Linked DNA regions of Mus musculus: regions 1, 3, 4 and 5 are each linked to region 2. Evidence: chromatin contacts called from public Hi-C data. All regions are on one chromosome and are shown on one strand. The core of a region is the stretch at or near the end of the contact, and the rest is flanking DNA. Distances in the headings are between cores, read along the strand shown. Region 1 has its middle 25 kb from the start of Gm32028. Region 2 overlaps Tcf7l2 (transcription factor 7 like 2, T cell specific, HMG box). Region 3 overlaps Vti1a (vesicle transport through interaction with t-SNAREs 1A). Region 4 has its middle 13 kb from the start of Gm32144. Region 5 overlaps Vti1a (vesicle transport through interaction with t-SNAREs 1A).

Evidence for each region. A called contact is a pair of places that touch in the nucleus more often than the background predicts.
Region 1: a contact with region 2 is called in a Hi-C map of the N1E-115 cell line, with 5 times the contacts expected there. The contact joins two enhancer-like sites. A contact is called at or near these places in 1 of 15 datasets of contacts at CTCF or cohesin (the NIH/3T3 cell line), 9 of 484 Hi-C or Micro-C datasets (B cells, the G1E-ER4 cell line, the N1E-115 cell line and 5 more), 3 of 115 datasets of contacts at active chromatin or transcription factors (embryonic basal ganglia, embryonic forebrain and embryonic midbrain) and 2 of 9 other capture datasets (adipose tissue and liver).
Region 3: a contact with region 2 is called in a Hi-C map of the N1E-115 cell line, with 2.6 times the contacts expected there. The contact joins two enhancer-like sites. A contact is called at or near these places in 3 of 484 Hi-C or Micro-C datasets (the N1E-115 cell line, embryonic stem cells and myocytes), 10 of 115 datasets of contacts at active chromatin or transcription factors (astrocytes, embryonic basal ganglia, embryonic fibroblasts and 6 more) and 4 of 9 other capture datasets (adipose tissue, embryonic stem cells, liver and 1 more).
Region 4: a contact with region 2 is called in a Hi-C map of the N1E-115 cell line, with 4 times the contacts expected there. The contact joins two enhancer-like sites. A contact is called at or near these places in 1 of 39 promoter capture datasets (cancer-associated fibroblasts), 1 of 15 datasets of contacts at CTCF or cohesin (the NIH/3T3 cell line), 22 of 484 Hi-C or Micro-C datasets (the C2C12 cell line, the N1E-115 cell line, adipose-derived mesenchymal stem cells and 13 more) and 5 of 115 datasets of contacts at active chromatin or transcription factors (astrocytes, embryonic basal ganglia, embryonic forebrain and 2 more).
Region 5: a Hi-C map of the N1E-115 cell line shows a contact between it and region 2, with 4 times the contacts expected there. The contact joins two enhancer-like sites. A contact is called at or near these places in 1 of 39 promoter capture datasets (cancer-associated fibroblasts), 2 of 15 datasets of contacts at CTCF or cohesin (large pre-B cells and pro-B cells), 57 of 484 Hi-C or Micro-C datasets (B cells, the C2C12 cell line, DN3 thymocytes and 30 more), 16 of 115 datasets of contacts at active chromatin or transcription factors (astrocytes, bone marrow-derived dendritic cells, craniofacial prominence and 10 more) and 4 of 9 other capture datasets (adipose tissue, liver, macrophages and 1 more).

The regions. Positions count from the first base shown.
Region 1 is chr19:56,201,367-56,204,101 of GRCm38.p6, reverse strand. No RefSeq gene overlaps it. Among named protein-coding and RNA genes, the nearest start is that of Gm32028, 25 kb to the right of the region's middle. Within about 2 kb of position 1,446, at least 28 of the 459 cell types and tissues checked have an H3K27ac peak or open chromatin away from gene starts, as enhancers often do. A contact at or near this core is called in the N1E-115 cell line, where this site is marked.
Region 2 is chr19:55,907,888-55,910,592 of GRCm38.p6, reverse strand. Tcf7l2 (transcription factor 7 like 2, T cell specific, HMG box) reads right to left here. Exons shown (of 15, transcript NM_001331146.1): 6 at 2,038-2,170; 7 at 1-14. Among named protein-coding and RNA genes, the nearest start is that of Gm52391, 29 kb to the left of the region's middle. Within about 2 kb of position 1,447, at least 9 of the 459 cell types and tissues checked have an H3K27ac peak or open chromatin away from gene starts, as enhancers often do. A contact at or near this core is called in the N1E-115 cell line, where this site is marked.
Region 3 is chr19:55,594,233-55,596,932 of GRCm38.p6, reverse strand. All of the region lies in intron 7 of Vti1a (vesicle transport through interaction with t-SNAREs 1A), which reads right to left. Among named protein-coding and RNA genes, the nearest start is that of Gm41871, 110 kb to the left of the region's middle. Within about 2 kb of position 1,327, at least 46 of the 459 cell types and tissues checked have an H3K27ac peak or open chromatin away from gene starts, as enhancers often do. A contact at or near this core is called in the N1E-115 cell line, where this site is marked.
Region 4 is chr19:56,252,450-56,255,207 of GRCm38.p6, reverse strand. No RefSeq gene overlaps it. Among named protein-coding and RNA genes, the nearest start is that of Gm32144, 13 kb to the left of the region's middle. Within about 2 kb of position 1,452, at least 26 of the 459 cell types and tissues checked have an H3K27ac peak or open chromatin away from gene starts, as enhancers often do. A contact at or near this core is called in the N1E-115 cell line, where this site is marked.
Region 5 is chr19:55,417,193-55,419,900 of GRCm38.p6, reverse strand. All of the region lies in intron 5 of Vti1a (vesicle transport through interaction with t-SNAREs 1A), which reads right to left. Among named protein-coding and RNA genes, the nearest start is that of Vti1a, 100 kb to the right of the region's middle. Within about 2 kb of position 1,275, at least 14 of the 459 cell types and tissues checked have an H3K27ac peak or open chromatin away from gene starts, as enhancers often do. A contact at or near this core is called in the N1E-115 cell line, where this site is marked.

The sequences.
Region 1 (2,735 bases), core at 197-2,696, 290 kb before region 2:
AATACTGACTCTTAGCAAATCCCGCCCTCCTGAAGCACATAGCCAAATGAAGTCCAGAGACAGGAAGTGACTGTTTCAAACTCGTACCAGAATTACTTATCTGAACCAAGTCCATTGTACCAGCCAAGACAGACTAAGTCGTGCTAACGAAACAACAGCTTCCCAGTGCGGGAACACACCCTAAGAAACATAACGCTTTTTCTCGGTTTTTATTTGTGGACATACTCCAAGTCCATCCCATATTGGTAGCGGGAATCATGGAGCCAAGTAGACTGATGGAGCTACCATCATATCAAATAGTCCGAATTTCAAACAGCCGAGGAAAGAATTTCGGATGTCTAGCTTCAGATGTGAAAGGCACATGGGTCATTTCTGCGCAAAGTCATTGGTCAATCTAACCACAACCGGAGTGGGAGGAGCTGTGTCTGGAGGAGGGTGTTCATTCTCTTTACTCCTGTCCTCTAGTACTAGCTGCTTCATTCTATCTTCCGGAAGGATGTTCCGTAACCCACAGCCGGCTTTCCTGGAAGATGTAGTGTTCTTCCTGGGGATATGGGGATGGGAGAAACAGACAGCCTATATAAACTCCAGAGCTAACCACAGGAAGCCCCGGACCAGCTACATGTGCGCTGTGGACCCCGCTCTGACACTCGGGACCGGGCACCCTTTTGAGTTTCTCCCTTTTTGAGCTATGGGCCCAGCAGGCCTGGGGCAATGTTTCAGGAGAGGTCTCTAATTTTTGTATCTAGCATCTGCTTCATGCCTAAAGAAGTAGAGTTCTTGGACCCTGCTGTTGACCCCCGGGGGAAACTAAGTAAGCAGTTTGATACCCCATTTTTCTTAGTCCCAGGCTCTCTTTTGTGTTACATAACTGTGGTTGTCAGGTTCAATCTGATTATTTCGCTGGGTAGACTAGCAAGCGTTTGGATGAATTGTCCCTTGCCCCTAAGCTCAAATGCTCATATTTTCAGTTCAGTGCGCAGAAGGCCCTCACAGGGTCCAATCTGGGTTTCTTTTTCCTTTTCTTTTTCTCCCTCCTTCCTATTCTTTCCCTCCAGTAATATTCACAGCATTTCCCATTCTCTTTTGGAAGCAGTCTCAGTCTGTAGCCCAGGCTGGCCTCGGACTGGCGCCAGTCCTCTTGCTTCAGCAGCATTCATGCTGGGATTACAGATGACACAATCACGTCCGGCTTTCCAGTTTTCTGTTTCTGTCATAATTTATCATCCTGTTTCCCAACCCCTTCCTTTAGAGACCTGGTCCCTGTGGATCTATAACTTCTAGGAGAGCTGGGGAGTGGGGGTGGGGGTTGAGACTGTGTGTACCAAGTTCAATTTCCACACCTTGATGGTTTTACCCAAGGCAGCCTCCATGGGCGGGCAGAGCAGGAGTGGGTGGGCAGACCTGCTCATTCATGGCTCTGTGATTGCGAGTGTGCAACCCTGCAGCCCTGAGTCACACTGACAGATCGCCTGTCTGGACTTTGTTTATTTAGAATGCTGCAGACACCCAGAGGCTGAGGATGAACAAGCATCCGAATGTTATGTTGTCACAATGCAGTCTCCTTGGGCATATCAAGTGCCAGCTCCATCTAGAAACCCAAGGGACCACAATCTGGACTCCCTAACCAACAGGTACAATCATTTCAGATCAATATTTTAGTGTGGTATTATCCAGTTTGTGATCAAAGCTTTCAGAGGCTGAGAGGAATTCTCATGTCCAATCTGGAATTCTTAGAGCCTCAAGTCCTCATCAGGACAGGCTGATCTGTAGGCATGTTTGGGTTCTGTTGCTTTTTTCCTGAGCTGGGTCCAAGATGTTGCCCTAGATGTGAGAGCCTCTCCTTGGCAGACTTTGACAGAGCATGCTGTCAGAAGAGTCCTAAGAATTAAAAGAGGGTTTTCTTGTGTTCTTTTCAGGAAATAAATGTAAAAGATTCAAAACTGTGTTCACACAAATTTTCCTCTGCTGATGTCCAGCTGGGGAAAGATGGGAGAGGAACAGAGAGAGAGAGAGAGAGAGAGAGAGAGAGAGAGAGAGAGAGAGAGAGAGAGAGAGAGAGAGACCTGGGCTTGATTTGCTAAAGGATGGAGCTGGGGACCACCTTGCTCTGGCCTGGAGGTGCCACAAGATGGCAGCATTTCTGAATCTTCTCAGTGCTCAGGGGGCCAGCCTGCAGGGCACAGGGCTGCCTTGGCCTGACCTGTCTTCCCTGCATTAAGAAGTATTAAGAGGTCCAACCAGAACATCTGCTTGAAGGGCTGGATATCCACAGTCCAGCTCTCTCAACAACATCAACTCAGTGGCCATGTGGACCCTACATTGGATTGACTTAGTTTTTTAAAGAAACTGCCTTTTGGCCAGCTGTTGTACAAAGCTAAGGAACTCTGGGGTGCATTAGGAAGCACAGCCTTTGAGCCTCAGTCTGGGCACTGAGGGCTCCATCAACTGTCTGGCATCAAGGCCAGAAGCCCTGCTCTTCCAACCTCCAACACCAGGATCTAACAGCCTAACAGGCAGTTTTGTCAAGGCAACCCTTCTTGGTGTGTATCCTGGACAGCTTACTCACTTACTCGCTTGTAAATCAACATTCATTTGGCAACTTTTGAGCCAGAGTCTCCAGGGAAACAGAGTAAAGCTCTTCCATCATGGAATCTGCATCTCGGATGTGCCGCTGGAGGCCAAGTTCATGAAACTTTGTTGCGAAGGGTCTTGTAGGGTGATGACTGGGACTC
Region 2 (2,705 bases), core at 198-2,697:
AGGCCTTGGGATTCCTGTGAGGAGAAGAAGCAGCGATTTTTTTGGTATGGAGGAAGAGGGACTGTGGAGGGAGGGGGAGCAAGGAGCGAATAAGGAAAGGGGCTGTCTCTTCTCAGCTGGAGGCCATTCCTGGCTTTTGGGGAGGAGGGGTGCGGGGGTAGGACTGTCCCAGTCTTCTTATTTTCCTACAGATCCGTTTGAACAGTGAGTTAGCTCATTCTAGATGGGCTGGAGTGATTGACTGATTGAGACCAAGGAGTCGCCATCTTGGGTATTTTTGCCTCATATGACTAAAGTGATTACTTCAAGTCAAAAAAAAAAAATCTAAAAAGACTGGCATATTTCAGGTGAGCAACTGATAATCATTAACTCCTTTTGCTTTGGAACTGGGTCAGTTACCCTTTATTTCGGATGGCTTGCCTGTGTCAGAGCTATATTTCGGATCTGTAAGGCTTAAATAATTAAATTTAATGTTTTGAGACAGGAGTCTTAACTATACAGCCCACACTGACTTTGAACTCACAGCCCTCTTGCCTTCTTAGCCTCCTAAGTGCTGTGATTACAGGCAGCCTTGTAACTCACTATGAGTCACAGAGGTGTGACCTGATTTCCTTACAAAAAACCCGACTCCTCAAGCTGGCCAATTCTCCCATGAAGAGAATCTGCAGAAACCGAGTGTCAGGTGGTGTCTGTCCCCCAGTAGTCAGAACTGAACTGATAGAAGAAGCTGGGGGCTTGGTGGGTTCAGCTCTGGACCACGATTCCCTGGAGGGCCGAGGCATATGTGGGCACTAGCCTCACTTGCTCACTGGGTATTCCATGGGCCAGAGGGGCTGCAAGCCTCCCGGAGGCCTGTAGAAGAATAAGCTGAAAGTACACACCACGGCTCACTTCCTATCTGCACAGGACACATGTCTAGTCATTCATCCTTAGGAAGAGGAGTCCGGAGAGCAATTTAGCTCGAGAGCAATGGCTCTGCCCAGCCGCTCAGTCCGAGGGGGAGGCCAAATGGACACAGTGCGTCAGAACTCACCCAAGATCGAAGGGGCAGGACGGAGATGGAAACTATCTCAATTTTCAAGAAATTCATTCAGGAAACTTTTAATCTGTAAATTAAGTCTCCCCGGGTGACATTTTGACGCAGACATTGCTTTCTCTCTATTACAGAAAGCAAAGAGATTAGCTGGGCTTGGACCCTACACTGAGCCATTTGCACACTTGAAAGAATGTTCGCAGAGGAAAATAAACACTCCTCAGACGTTAATCATATGGTTTACGATAACCATTTAAAAGCTATTCCCTGGCCTACCATTATTCAAATGAGATGCTGCCTGCTGCAAGTGAAGCCTTGTTACTTGGCGGAGCCTCAGGCAGGCTTGGCCGCCTCCTCCAGTCAGTCAAACTGCCAGGCTGCATCCAGCATCCACACAGAGTGCTCAGAGAGGCTGCCTGCCATACTAGATCCTTACGTAGAGGGCGCTATAAGCTAGACCTGCTTTTCCTGACAGGTGTAGAGACTGAATGCAGTGTGCAGCCTCTGCTTATGACACTGCTGGATGAAATGAGGAAACCTTCCTAGGCTTCAGTTTGTACATCTGTAAAATGGGCTCACAATAAACATCCGAGATATTGGAATGGGAGAAGAAAATGCACAGTGGTCTAGTGATCTGCAAGGAATACAGACTCCGGGTGATGTGGTCCCTTAAGAATACACTTAAGAATATAAGTCACTCTCAAATGTCCGGACTCCTTCAAAATCATGATGTAATCTCATTGCTACCTAGTTTGCTTAGGAAGGTACCAAGGCCAGCTTTCCCAAGCAGCCAACTCCAAAGGTGCAGATATAAATCTTATCCCTGTAAGTGGATCTCTCCAAAGGGAAGGGGGACACAGCCCAGCACATATACCAGGCGAGCCCCACTAAGAGCTCCCAGGTGTGAATCTGAACATCTCCCACCCCGAGCCCCATCGATCCCATTTCACCCATCATGCCTGGCCCAGGCTCCTGACTGAGGCCTTCGGAGTTCCCCAACTTACCTGTTTTGGGGTCTACGTCAGCTGGTAAGTGCGGAGGTGGATTTCCCGGGGTGAAGTGTTCATTGCTGTACGTGATGAGAGGCGTGAGTGGGTGGACATGGTGGGGGTGTTGCACCACCGGTACTTTGTTCGACTGTGAGGGAGGGAGAACAAAGGGAGACGTGGTGAGCTGGGTCTCCGTAGCCCAGAGCTTCAGAGCCAGGGCCAGTGTCCCCTGTAACACCCTCCCAGCTTGATGCCATAAGATGCCCTCGACTCTGCAAACTCCCCACCTCGCTAATCCATTTTAAAGTAAGAGACGGTTGGCTCTCCACACTGGCCTACTTCAGGTCCACCTCTGAGTTCCTCTGCATCACCATTAGAACCCAAGATCTCACTTTCCCATCAGCAGGTGAGTGGAAAGTTGAGGCTTTAATCCCTTAGGCCTCTTAGAGAGGGCTTCGAACACAGTATGATCAGAATCCCACTCTAGCCTTCCTAGCCACCCTCTGGTTCCACGGGCTCAGAGACACAGCAAGCAGGTGTCCACTCACTCAACCTGGGTGAAAAGCCCCACCTTTGAATGGGAGACTGAGCTTAACCAGAAAGCTCTGGCCCAGCCAGCACCTCCATATTCATCAGGCAACCGTCAGGGAGAACTCATAAATTAACCGGACAATGATGAGTTG
Region 3 (2,700 bases), core at 78-2,577, 310 kb after region 2:
TGTGTCTGGTGAGGGGGTCCAGAGGGAGTTTAGGGAGACCAAGTGCAATTAGCCCACCGGACAACAGCTCTAGCACCCCTGCCATAATTCTGGCTGATGGCAGTGACACCTACTGATGAGAGCGTGGTCAACTCTAAGTTGCTCTTTACCGGGACCCCACTGTCCCACTGTGATGTGACACCAGGCATAGATGTTTCCACTTGGAAGCCTCAGGAGGAGAAAGGGCATGGAGGAAAAGGAAGCCACAGGCCCTTCATGCAGGCTGTCTCATCTGAGTGTATTGAGATGGCATTCCCAGCCTGTCTTCCACGGGAAATGTTCTAGCCAGGAACATAGTGATAGGCAAAACCAGACTGGCCCTGCCCTCATGGAACTTTCAGACCTCAAAAAAAAAAAAATAAACGGACCCCCTCCCCCTCCCCGGTGGATGGCATTTCCTCAGTCTAGAGACACTGCAAGGATCAGACTTCATACTTTGGGAGATTACATTTGCTCTCTGCCCATGGACTGAGCTTACCCAGAGCCCAGACAGGGCTTGCCAGTGTGTGTGTGTGTGTGGGGGGGGGGGGTGAAGAATGTGCTAAGGGCATCTGCCTGCAGTGGTACAGTGGAAAGGAGAGGAAGGAAAAGAACTTAGGAAAACAAAAAGCTGGGGATCAGGGTGGGGAGAAGAGGGCAGAGGAAGTGGAGACCGGGTAGTGACAGACCAGTGGGCCACCGTGATGACTTTGCTTTCTACTTATCAGCTAGGTGGCTTTGAGTAAATCATCAACCTTTCTGATATTTACCTTCCCGATCTATAAAATGGGAGCCACAATGCACACCTGATAAGGTCAGCACGGGGTAAGTGGGAGAGCCCACCTGGGGCTGTCACCTGACACCTGGGAAGTCCCGCAACACTCGGAGACAGCCAGGCTCCAGCCTCCCCCCCCCCCCAACCCCCAACATACATGCTGCCTCCAGAAGTCATGAGGAGGAAAATGGGCTGACTTTTCAATCTTGCTTTCAAACACTCACAAGTTGGATTCTGACATAACGTGTCCATCTAAGGAAGGAAGCTACATGTGAAATTGCTAAGCTCCTTTCCCAAAAGCACCTTGCTGCCCAAACCCCTGATTATCAACATTCCAGGTGTCCGGGTAAGTGTGGAATTAAACAGTTAGTATTGACAACTCAGAGCTGAATGCTAACAAGTAGCTTGTAACAGGAAGCGAATCTCTGGGAATCTAGAGATCGGGACAACAAGAGCAACAAGAGAAGATTGTAGGAGAGGAGCAGGCCCTACAGAGCAGCAGACCTACAGCACACAGGCTATGCAGAGGAGGGCCTCCCCTGCTCTCCAATCCCACCTGCTGAAGGGATGCAATAATATCTGGATGTCTGTTCAGAACAACCCACACAGAAACTGTACACATGTGTATACACACACACACACACACACACACACACATGAGAGACAGACAGACAGACAGAGAGACAGACACCCCGCCCCAATAAAGTAATGAAAACCACTTGCTGGCTGGAAACGGTTGAAGATGATCTAATTGTCAAAGCAAAGATTTAATGCACTGGCCTTTTAGAGGAATCATGTGAGCACACACTTACAGACCAAAGGGACATTTTCAAACTCCTGGTTATCCTGAAATGGCTCAAAACAGGTCTGGCTCCCCACACTGGCTTCTATGAGTGTGCCTGAGTCTCTATTAAGCTACTGGGCTATGAAAAGACAGGAGGTCTACGCTGTAGAGCCTGGTGCCTTTTTGTTTGTTTGTTTGGTTGGTTTTTTAAAAGTCACTGCTAAGTCCTGCTGAGCTTATCTGTGTGTCAAAAATCTAGTCTCCATAAAAAGATAACTCAGGTGGCCACTGGTTTACAAGCTCAAATGCCACCTCCTTAACTTTCCAGAACAGAGCTATCATTTCCCACTGCTCATGCCCTGTTTACCCCACTGAAAGGATTTTGACCCACAGGAGACTGCCTAGTGGACAGAGATAGCTGGCCCTGGCAAGGGAAATCCCTGCAAGCGCAATGTGGTTGTCTGTACTGGTACTGTGGTGTCTCGAGTCTGGTTATGATAAACATGACCACTGAAATGAAATGAAATGCTTCCTTTGCAAACTGGGATGCTTGTTGTCATTCATTCATTCATTCACTCATCCTTTGTGGTGATTATTAATGGCTTCTCTTAGGGAAGTGTGCCACTAACTTCCTGAACTTCTGTTGCAGGCTTCTCCCTTCTTCTGCCAAAGCTTGGTCATCTTGCTATGTCACAAAATGCTGGCATCACAAAGGTGAACTTTAGTAGACCAGGATTTCTTCATTTAGATGAAATAGCAAACAACCCTCGAAGCCACAACGAAAAAACCTGATAAGAAGACACTCACGTCTCACAGTAGCCTGCTTGAATCAAATGTTGGATGGTAGTACTGAATAAACTATACCTTACTTAAAAAATGTTAGTTACATGTATTTTATATGTGGGAGGGGAGGGTGGTATAAGAAGCTAGCTTGTGGCAGTTGGTTCTTTCAATCTATCACATAGGTCCTAGCGACTAAGTGTAGGCTGTCTGGGTGGCAGGCCCTTCACCCTTTTCTTCACTTGCTGGCCTGGCACTGATTTCGTTCTTAGGAACAGTGAGCACGCTCTGCTTTGCCGGAGGATGGAGAGCGGGTGGAGAGGCACACGTGCCCGGCCGGACC
Region 4 (2,758 bases), core at 203-2,702, 340 kb before region 2:
AGGAGCTTGACAGAGGGTCCGAGCCGCGGAGCCAGCACACCTGAGAATCTTGGAGTCCTGGGGCTTGGGGAAGTGTTTGGAGTACCACTTGGGTTGATCCCCTAGGAAGCTCCTGGGAGAGTCCAGAACGCTCCTTCCCTCCGTTTGTGGCAAGGCTCTTACTTACTCCCTGGCCCTGATCCTTTAGCCCAAGATCTCTGGCCGAGAGGAAGGCACAGGGAGAAAACAAAGTGCATGAACTACCATCATGAACACCTGGGGGCGCTAGAGAGCAGGCACCGCCCTTCCCAGGGGTCTGGGGAGGCAGAGGGAGGAGGGGCTAATACATGATGCCTGTGGTCTCAGGAGCAGTGTGGACAGAAAGGTCCCGAGCTGTCTATCACCAAGATGACCTCACAGCAGCAATAATAAAACCCTAACTTCAATTTGCTGAGAACAAGCCACGCCAGGCTCCCCCTCACCCTCAGGAAATATTTACAACTGCACTTCCTGGCTGGTGTCCTTACTGTTCCCATTTTGCAACCAAACACACTGAGGCTCAGGGAGTTCAAGGAACTAAGACTTCCTTAAAAAGTGCAATATGCCAGGCCTGCATCCCCATCTAGTAAGGCCAGCCTGGGGTACAGAGAGAGTCCAGTCGTTGGATCCCACAACACACATGCATGCATACATTCACAAAAGCCAAGATCAGGACTTAGTGTGGGGTTTTTTGGGTTGTTTGTTTGTTTGTTTGTTTGTTTGTTTGTTTTTTGAGACAGGGTTTCTCTGTGTAGCTCTGGCTGTCCTGGAACTCACTCTGTAGAGCAGGCTGGCCTCGAACTCAGAAATCTGCCCGCCTCTGCCTCCCAAGTGCTCGGATTAAAGGCGTGCGCCACCACTGCCCAGCCTTAGTGTGTTTTCTTAACATCAGAGTTCAGAATTCTTCCACTTCCAGCTGCCACTACGGAAGCCTCTACTGAAACGTCAGTCACAGTTGGTCTGATCTGCAGGGGATGTTTCCTTTGTGGGTTTTGCTTGTTTTCTGTCGACAATTCAGCTATCATGAATTAAAGTGAATCTGGGCGAGGGACGTGGCTGTGTGGACAAAGGTGCTTGCTGATAACCTGAGACCACACAGTAGAGTATATGTTCTTTTCTTACCTCCACAGAGGTGCCATGGCACCCCCAAGTCAACCAACCGATTGATCAGCCAGTTGATTGACTGATGGATCCAGCCATTAACCAATACAATAATTTATTTAACAACTGCATCTAAGCTGGAGGCAGAGTCTTAAAGTCAGTTGAAGTCTGGGAGCTGAGCACTGACAATGTGGAGCCCGCCCTAGGTCCTCCTGACTCTCTATCCCACCCTGCAGCTCACCAGCCTGCGTGCAGTCTTGCGATGTCCTCTTCCTCTCAGGCTTGCCTGAAGAGCAGACACTCCCCACCCTGAAGGATAGCTCTCCTCCTGCTGCCTCTCTGGAAGCAAGCGTAGCCCATTTCAAGTACAGATAGAGGCCATGAGGCCATGGACGGGTCTCCTAACCTGTTTCTCTGAGCCTCGGTGTCCTCAATCTGTAAGACCGATATCTCCTTCCATTGCTGTGATAAAATACTCTGATAAAAAAACAAAGGCAGAGAGAAAGTGTTTAACCCATCCAGAGGTTACAGGGACTACATCGTAGCTGCGCATGCTCAGTGCTCCTGGCATTGCAAAGCAGAACACAGAAAGAACAGAAAGTGAAACTTGGCTGTAACACGTCAAAGGCCCCCCCCAGCCCCCCCCCCCCAGATGGATTTCATCCAGCGAAACCTCACAGTCTGGTTGTTCCATAACCTCTCCAAACGCCTCCTGCTGAGACCCGTCTGAATACAGATGTTTATGCAAGACATTTCACATTCAAATCGCAATGAAGTAGCGCTGAGTTACACAAATCTCAGTTGCCCCCAGTTGCTTTTATCTGTCACTGAATAAGAAAAGGAAAAACTGCCCCTCAGCTGAGTATGGTGGTACACACCTGTAGTTCCAACCCTTGAGAGGCTGAGGCAGGAGGATCACTGTGAGTTTGAGGTCAATCTGGACTATATATAGTATGAGATCTTCACACACACACACACACACACACACACACACACACACACACACACACGTAGGGTTATGGGGTCCCGAGTCTGCTCTGCTACAGGGCTGGGCTGTAGGGCAGCCCAGGGACACAACTCTGGAGGTGGGGAATTGCAGTCTGAGAGCTGGAGCAGGCTCAGGGTCCCCAGGCCTGTGAGGAGGCCAAGGCTGGGGCTGTCTGGTTCTCAGGCTCACAGACACCCAGGCACCTATGGAAGCCTTGGAAAAGCTGAGAATGGAGTGGGGACCCTCTGGTTGGATCTGGCCCGAGGGCGGTGTGTGTGTGTGTGTGTGTGTGTGCTTGTGTGTTGTGGGGTTAGGAGGAGCTCCAGCTGGTCCCACGAGGAAAGTTCTTGGCTTGACTGCAAAAGTAGGCTTGAGTTTGGGCTCGATCTTGGCTTGGAGCATAGAGAGGCCTTCTACAGATTAGACAGCCGCTCTGTAGGCAAAGGCCTTCTCCATGGCTCCCCAAGGCGGATCATGAAGAAAAGAGGAAGTCCATGGTTTTAAGACATTTATTGTCATGGCGGAAAGTGGATGAGTAAGACTGTGTACCCCACTTCTCAGGGTGGACCTGAGGTTAAATACCTTTTTGCAGGGAAGAGTGTCTGGGAAGGAAAGCTTATTGCCTACGTCCCCCAACCTTTAGGTACCTCA
Region 5 (2,708 bases), core at 26-2,525, 490 kb after region 2:
AAAAAGCCACATGGACAGCAGAGTGAGACATACACTCTGCATTTCTTGGCTTTATGTTTGCCCTCTACTAGCTGCACCCAAGTTAAGAATTCTAGCAGATCTGTAAGTCTCCTTTCCTTGGGGGTGGGGAGTTCAGGATGCAAGTCTTTACTCCACATGCAAATGTCATTGTTCTCTGATGTCTAATAATGAAGCTAGTCAGAGGCCACTGTTTGGTATTTTCCCAGTTAACTTACACTGTAGTACATCCAGAATCCTGCAGGGTCACTGGGTGTAGGGAACTGACCACGAAAGCAGAGGAAGGCAAGGAGCCTACTGTGTGTCACAGGGAAAACTGCATGGCATGGCATGACTCGCTTGCTCTGGAGGCAATGAGCTTTGTGCTGAGCGTGGCTTCCAATCATAGCTTTTTGGCTAGCGGGACTGTATAAAACACCAGTCCTTATGCTTTGGGCTAAGGGCATGCTCCCTCAGGCCCAGGACCATTCCCACCGCGCACTCCACCACTGGTGTGACTGCACTCCGTCCCTGGATGAACCAGAAGCATGACTGGTGTGGAAAGCACCTCACTGGTCTCATGTCATGGTGAAATGGAATGTTTTCATTTCACAGCAATCCGGTTAAAATACATGTCATTGCCCCATTAAACAGTGGAGACCATTTCCTATTTATTTATTTATTTATTTAATTGACTTAAAGCTCCTTTTACAAATGGACTCCCTGGGCTGTTTACAATTAGTACGATGGCTCTTTCTTTAATGACAATTCTCTTCTTATGATGTCAAGTCTCCTCGAGTTTTTCCGTTCAAGATAAAGAGATAAAATAAGCAAACAAGTGCAGACTGCAAAAACAAACTGCTTCTGAGGATTTAAGTGTGGGATGCCTTCAACAGTGCCCAGCCCCACCCACACCTTCCATGCGGAGCCTATCTAGCACAACAATGCTGGCATTGTCTTCCTTGAATTCAGCAATGCCAAGGAGAGACAGAGGCTTTCCTCTAGTCACACAGGGCCAGGTAATTGATGACCTAATAAACTGCTTCCTGGGAACAACTACCTTAACATGTAGGGTTTTGTTATGGGTACTTTTAAGGGACCCTAAGATATTTGTCCAAGACTGGTGTTCTATGTTATAGATAAATAAGTTCCCTTATGACAGACACTGGATCCATGGAACACTCCTAGTTTTTCCTTTAAATTTGGATGGGATAAGCCGGATGGGGGGGATATTTACACAGAGCTTGGGACAAACAAAACAGATCAGGGGACTGTGAAGCCCATTATGAGATTCTAAAGAAGCCACTTGGTCTCTCAGCTTCCATTACCTGCTGCACTGTCTCCCCAGCTCCAACAGTGTAAATTCTTACGACACGGTATTGGATGCACAGGAACAACTTAGTAAATGTTGTATGTCTATTAAAATTCTTTCATTTTCATTTTTACTAGAGTTCTTTTAGGATGAATGTGTAAAAATTCTGAAATAGATGGTTCTTTATTTGAAATACATTTCTTTATTGACACAGAAAATGGATCAAAAATGTTGACCGTGTCCCTCAGTATTGAAGTGTGTGTGTGCCTGCCATGTTCAACACCACTGGTTCTAGCCTAGCACCCAAAACACGTATCCCGCTAACCACATAATATTCAACTGTTGTCTTAGTATCTCCAGAGGAACGAACTAATACATGAACGATAGTTTCCTTTGACATTTAAACATTTTATTTCAATACTTTGCTTTCCTTCATTAAAGGAGCAACTTTAAAAATTGTCTTGTATCAAAATATGGTCCAATATCCATTGAGCAGTGGACTGCATCTTATACTAATTGACCCAGCTGGAAATCAGATCCGCCCAGCAGGACAGGCCATGCACGGCTCAGTCCTTAGCATCCTTTTCCTACTGGGATGCCAGAAGGAAGTCTCCTTCCTTAATTTTTACATAGGAGGTCTTGCTTTGGTTTTTGTTTTGTGTTTGCTATAGGGAAAAATAAAGATTGACTGTTACCTTAAATATGCAACCTCTAGGCAGCCATTGGTTTCTAAACAATCTTTCCTGTACCCAAACAGTATATGCTCTGGTTTCATTTTTCACAAAGGGTAGTGATATATTTGAATATGAGGCTCTTTAGAGCAGCATTTCAGTTTACATTTGAAAAAGGACCTACAAATTTAAGCAAATAGTCCAAGTGAGTGTGTGGGATACCATGCTGTGGGTGTGTACAGAAATGCCCCCCTATGCTGGATGTCCGTGACATGAGCAGAGCAGCCTGACTACACACCCCACAGAGAAGATATTCTCTACAAATAAATCGACTTTGCAGACAGGCAGGGGCTCTTTAGAACATGGGTTCTTCCAGGTCCTACCAGTTCCTATGTAAAAGTAAAAGCCCCTTTATTCAAAGCCACTGCTCGGAGAGGACAAGACTCAGGCCACCTGGCCAGAGAGCCCAATCTGGTCCACTTGAGTTGGGACACAGAAGCGAAGCTTTCAGTAAACCTGCATAGACAGGTTCTCACCTTCTCTCAGAGGCATGCTTTCAGTAACGCCATCCTACCTTCCCAGCTGTGCCCTAGACACCCATTTTGTTTGGGAGCCTTATTCTAAAATGCACAGAGATCTGGCAGCAGTGGTACAGATGACCACACCATTTTCCAGCTCACTCTTTGGAGAGGAAAGAACATAGCTCAATCTTCTAAAAAGAAGTACAA